2 separate regions of the Pan troglodytes genome follow, and region 1 is linked to region 2. A link is a contact called in public HiChIP or PLAC-seq data. All regions are on one chromosome and are shown on one strand. Each heading gives the region's core, a stretch centred on a gene start, on an enhancer-like site or on the middle of the called end of the contact. The rest is flanking DNA. Distances are from core to core; before and after follow the strand shown. Region 1 holds the start of NGLY1 (N-glycanase 1). Region 2 holds the start of TOP2B (DNA topoisomerase II beta).

Region 1 (2,838 bases), core at 233-2,732, 120 kb before region 2:
AAAGCCTAAAACACTATGTGGCCCTTTACAGAAAATGTTTCTTGACCCTTGTTCTAAGGGATGGAAGGAGACTGGGTCCACTGACATTATGACACCTGCATTATTAAAGTGTTATATGAGCCAGAAAGAAATTACTCTTGTGTTAAGCCCCTGAAAATTTTAGTTACAGACGCTAGTAACATACTACTATCTGTTGAACACACCATACTTGGAAGGTGGTCCAAAGATCTACATATTTATTAAAAGCGTACGTATATTTGGGAGACGAATAGTCATTGAAGTGGATGTCATAGCTTAGGGTCTTGTTCGGAGATTCTGGAAGAAAATTTCAAGTCTTAAAAGCAAACAGATGAAACATCAAGAAATTTAAAAGAGGTTATTCAGGCAAATCACTTATCTTAAGAAATAAAGTCAAGAAAAATACTTGGTGAGGTTGAAAAGGAATTTCTGCAAAGAAGGAAGCCACTGGTAAAGTACACTTTCAAGGACATGGTGGGGAAGAGACTGGATTAAAGTAGTAAGGGATGCATCTTCTAAGAGGAATAAAAGACCTTGATCACATGATCTACCTAAAAAACAAGTCACAAAATATTACTTACCCTTACTGTGTGGGATGCAAATTTTTATTCTCTTCCCTTCCCGCCCCCGACATTCTATAATATTGCGTAATTATTATGCATGTGTTTTACGCTGGTCACCACGCGGTAAACCGAATCCACAATCCATTATTATGTCGCAACCTATGGTTTAAAAATACACTTCTTTACAGAGGAATCATATACTAGTTGAGCTGGAACTTAGATTTTCAGTCATTAGCCAAATTCTGAAAAGAATCCCTATAACAAACCCAGCAGAGTTTATAGCCATGGTTTTGTTTTTGACGTTTGTTGCTCCTTCCTTCTGTAGTCTTTCATCCACATCTATGTAGAACGTCCTGACAATCTGCGAAGAGAAGGCTCTAAGGTGGTTTTATTTGTGGGGAAAGGAGGGAGGTACATGCGGTTTCTCTACCTTAATAGCTGGATCAATAAGGCTGGCCCCGGGGCGCAGAGGGATCCGGGTTTCTGAGAGGCACGTGCCAGCACCATTCGCCCGATACCTCTAGACCAAAGCCGGCCTCCCCTCCAGCCGAGCTCCTCCGTCCTAAAGGACTCGACATCCTCCTCCTCCAGGCCCACACCCCTCAGCTCCGGCGCCCAGGCCCCGCCTCTCCCTGCGGAACCCCTTCCCAACCTGTACGACCAGGCCCCAACTCTGGGTCGAAGCACCTCGCCCCTGCCGGCCAAGGCCCCCCACCTTCTTCCGAACAGCCCCTTGCCCCTCGCGAAGGAGCAGCCGTAGTTCCCAGCCGAGCTCCCCAGCTCCTGGCCCCGCTCCCCGACCCCGCCCCTGCCGGCCGAGGACCCCGCCCCTGCCGGCCGAGGACCCCGCCCCTGCCGGCCGAGGACCCCGCCCCTGCCGGCCGAGGACCCCGCCCCTGCCGGCCGAGGACCCCGCCCCTGCCGGCCGAGGACCCCGCCCCTGCCGGCCGAGGACCCCGCCCCTCCCGGTGGCTGCGGTTGCTGCGGCGCGCTGAGGCGCCTGCTCAGTGTGGGACGCGGAGCGCGAGGGGCGGCGGCGGCGGCCGCTGGCGCTCAAGCATGGCGGCGGCAGCATTGGGCAGCTCCTCAGGCTCGGCGTCCCCGGCCGTGGCTGAGCTCTGCCAGAACACCCCGGAGACCTTTTTGGAGGCCTCCAAGCTGCTGCTCACCTATGCTGACAACATCCTCAGGTGCAGGGCAACGGGGTCGGACGGCGGGTACCGGGGTGGGTGGGCCGCGGCGCCTTGTTCGGCCAGGGACTGGGTGTCCGGCCTGAGCTTCAGAGGGCAGCGACGCCCGGACAGACCGGGACCTGGAGCTGGTTCTGCTCCTAACGTCCGAGCCCGCCGGCCAGGGGCCTCGGGACCCGGCCAAGTCCCACCCCCGCTCGAGAAAAGGAAGTTTCTTTGCAGTAGTGACTTGGCACCTGCAGTCAGGGTGCTGCGGGTGAACTGGAGTCCCGGAAGCGGGGCCGGGCGGAGGAGAGGTAGGAAGGCGTGCTTCAGACATTGCCGCTCTTCTCGTCGTTTAGCGGCCTCAGATATCAGGACACAACGGTAACCGCACCGCGCGTGTCATTCCCCCTGCGTGCATTTTTCGAGCGGAGTGGCTTACATTTCCACATACTTATCAGAAGTTACTCACTGACAAAGTGATGTTTTCTTCCCATGTTGAGACTATCCGAGTACTAAAGCATAATGCTTCTGAAGTGGTGGGTTTTAAAATTTTTAATCTTTTTTCTGCCCACTTTTGTTGATTGAAACATTATAGTATTTTGAAGTTACAGTTTTTATATTAATACCTGGATTCTACTATGTAACATAACCCTTTAAGAATTCGTGGAGGTAATCGCCTTGGATGAGAGTAATTCTCCTGTCAGCAAAATTGCACTTCTAGAGGTCTAAGGGACCTTGTAGATTTTGGGAATTGGGAGGCAAGTTTGATTATTCATTTTGAATAAGTACCCACCTCAAGTCTTCAGATCAAATGATCTGAAGGGACATGGTGTGGGGGGGGGTAGGGAAATGGAACTGAAGTTAAAGGAGCGCCACTTGCTTTAGTGGTGTTACCTCATTTATCAGGTCACCGTGATTAATTAGGTTCTCTGTTCCCCTCAGCCCCTGGTGCATTAAGTGTTTGGTATATTGTCATGAAGTCTAAAAGGAAATTCTCAGTTTCAAGGTTATAGGTTTCATGTGACCCAATTTTAGACATTAGTTACATGTGCAGTTTTTAAAATCCATGTCAGTAATATTTC
Region 2 (2,972 bases), core at 466-2,965:
CCTGGGTGACAGAGCAAGACTCTGTCTCTAAAAACAACAACAAAAACGGAAGATAAAGAGCTTTGACAACTTAAGTTTAAAAAAGGAGACAGCTATGTATTTTATAGCTTAGCTTCTACCTAATACATCTTCATAAAAAAACTCATTGCCTTTAAAATTACCCCTTTTCAAACAAAATACATGTGTACTTGGAGATGCAAACTCACAGTAAGAACACAAGATCATTTTAACAAGCACTAAACTGAGGCTCAGGGACGTTAAATAACAAGGCTATGGATACTTGGTCAGGTTCAGAAAAGTTTGCACCCCAAGTTCAAGTTAAAGAAAGGCTTCACTGTTCTGAAGTCCCTAGTATGGCAAAGTTACATGGCCATCAGAGAGCTAATTTAAAAAACTATGTTTAAATTATTTCCATGTTTCAGAGTTCTCCACCTCTAGACTCAGAATGCAGTTTAAAGATGTGACCTGAGACATTTTTGTTTTCCCTTGAGAGGAAATGCACAGTTGGAAGTTCACAAAAACACCTCTTCAAAAAACAGTAATACTGTTTTCATCTTTATAAAAAGCTTTCATCACAACTCTTTGGTGGCACTTCATGCCTTCAAGTACTCATTTTGGTGATCGTTGGCTCCCTTTTAGTCTGTCTCACAAGCCAGGTTATAAATGGTTTGAAATCAGGGGCCCTGTTTTTATTTTGAACCCATCGCAGAGCCTGGCACAGCGTGGCAGAGTGTGCGCCCAATAAATACTTGAGTGGAATTACACTGAAAAACAGGAAGAAGTAAAGCCATCTTCCATCTGCCAAAGACTGTGATGTTGCTGTATTGGTAATTTTCATTCTTAGAAAGCTTTAATGTGAATGAAATTATTCCTTACTGTGCATTTGAAAATTCCACTGAAAACAGTTTTAAAAATTAAGCATGCCCTCTTAGAGGCAGGAGGCACAGTTCTGGACAGATGAGAAAAGTGACAGTGACATCTCTGCATTGTTCAGAGAAGAAAGGTCAACAAAGAGTAGAAATAGAACACTCAACCCACCCTGCATTCTTTCCCTAGAACATTCTCTGTGTGTCCCTTATCATTTAAGCTTTTCATATGTAGTTTTCTTGAAACTGACCATATGCTCTTTTGGGGTGAGGGGAGGAGACGGAAGAAGGAGACGGAGAAGGTCTGAGATGATTTTTTTCGACAGCAGCGTCCACTTAGGCCCTTGGGGAGGCCGGGACACGGGGCCTCCTTGCACCAGTAGTCTACAACGTCTTGCCTGCGGTTTACAACCGCTCTTTAAAAATAATTTCCCTTTGGGACGGCCCCCGGCTTCTTCCTGCCACCCCCATCCCCACCCCGCCCCCATCCTCATCCTTAGAGGCCCCAGGCAAACGCTTCGGATTCCCGGTTAGGTCTCAGAGTAAACAGCACGCTTGGAGGATTACAATCGACCCGAGGCCAATTCGACCCTTTCCCTTTGCCGCCCTCAATTGACCCTTGAAGCAGCCCCTGCTCTCCCTTCAAATGGAAAACCCACAGACACACACACAAACAAAAACCCCAAGTCTTCCTTTCGGTTGCTACCCGCAATGACGTTTCCCCCCTCGGGTCCCGCCCCTCCAGGGGGCTTGGAATTTTGGGATTGGCCGAGAGGCTGTGGCGACAAGGCCCGGATTGGACAGCATGGCGCTGACTGACAGCGGGGGCGGCCGCCGCGCCCTCCCTTTCTCCCCGGTGTGCAAATGTGTGTGTGCGGTGTTATGCCGGACAAGAGGGAGGTGACCGTGGCGGCGGCGGCGGCGGCTCTGTTTATTGTCCCTCTCGGTGTGTGTGTGTGAGGAAATCGGGGCTGCAGCGAGGCTAAGGCGGCCTTTGAAGCAGCGGCGGCGACCGGGACGACTACTCTGGCGACTCGAGTGGCTGGCCTTCGCGGAGTGTGAGAAGGACAAGGCACCTCTGCGTCCTCGCCACGTCCGAGCGCCTCGGGCTCCCCGGCCGCCCTCGCGGCTCGCACGCCCGGGCTTCAGCCCGGCCCGCAGCGGCGCCCGCGGGCGGGCGAGAAGGCAACGCCGCCGCTCGGCTGCCGCCGGTCGCTCCCTGCTTTCTCCTCAGCCGCCGCGCTAGGCCCGGGCGACGCGGACGCCGCGCCTCGAGTTTGAGGGCAGCCGGCGGCGCGGCCTCCTCAGCGGGCTCGGCTGGACGTCCGCTCCGGGTCTTCGCGATGGGGCGCGGGGGTCGGCGCGGCTAGGAGTGCGGCGAGTGGAGCGGTGGGTGCGGAGCGGCGGGGCCCAGCGGCCCGCAGGGAGGCGGGAGCGGCGGCTGCGGCCTCAGGGCCTGTGAGCTGGAGGCACTCGCCATGGCCAAGTCGGGTGGCTGCGGCGCGGGAGCCGGCGTGGGCGGCGGCAACGGGGCACTGACCTGGGTGGTAAGTGGCTGGTCCCCGGGACGGGCGGCTGCATTGTTCCGGGCCCGCGGCGGGGGCGGAATTCCGAACGGGCGGGGGAGGGGAAAGGGAGGGAAATCCCGTCCCCCGAACGGGCGCTCCATAGGGGCCTGTGCTTGCAGAATCCTCCAGCCCGCTCCCCGCGCCTTTTCTTTCTTTCTTTCTCTGTACGTCTCTGGAAGTCCTGACTGCCAGAGCGTAATGTGTACTTGAAACTTTGGGGAGACAAAACCGCGAACGTAACATATAGCCCCCGCTTCCTCTCTTTTCTTTTTAACCAGACTCTTCCGGGGCAGCCGAACCTGAAATGGTGGGGATGGCGATAATGCAAGCGTGTCTGTGTGTGGGGCAGCATTTTCTCCAAATGTAGTTCAAGAAAACCCTGGGAAAAGGGGTGTGTGTGTGTGTGTGTATTCTAAATGCAGCCCTTTCTGGGGCTTTAATCTCAAAGAAGAATGCATTGGGACTTCTACAGCAACTTGCACTTCAATTTGGAAAGCCTCATTCAATGCGCTCAATTGAGAGCGCATTGGGGATGACT

The links. HiChIP or PLAC-seq counts read pairs in DNA pulled down with a chosen protein or histone mark.
Region 1: an H3K4me3 HiChIP or PLAC-seq map of stem cell-derived excitatory neurons shows a contact between it and region 2, with 2.6 times the contacts expected there. The contact joins the promoter of NGLY1 here to the promoter of TOP2B in region 2. A contact is called at or near these places in 1 of 7 Hi-C or Micro-C datasets (stem cell-derived neural progenitor cells) and 1 of 1 datasets of contacts at active chromatin or transcription factors (stem cell-derived excitatory neurons).

Annotation. Positions count from the first base shown.
Region 1 is chr2:29,766,491-29,769,328 of NHGRI_mPanTro3-v2.0_pri, reverse strand. NGLY1 (N-glycanase 1) reads left to right here and starts at 1,482. Exons shown (of 12, transcript XM_003309673.5): 1 at 1,482-1,771. The coding sequence starts at 1,641. It overlaps OXSM (3-oxoacyl-ACP synthase, mitochondrial), which reads right to left and starts at 1,374. Exons shown (of 3, transcript XM_009445036.5): 1 at 1,012-1,374.
Region 2 is chr2:29,649,298-29,652,269 of NHGRI_mPanTro3-v2.0_pri, reverse strand. TOP2B (DNA topoisomerase II beta) reads left to right here and starts at 1,715. Exons shown (of 36, transcript XM_016940585.4): 1 at 1,715-2,413. The coding sequence starts at 2,345.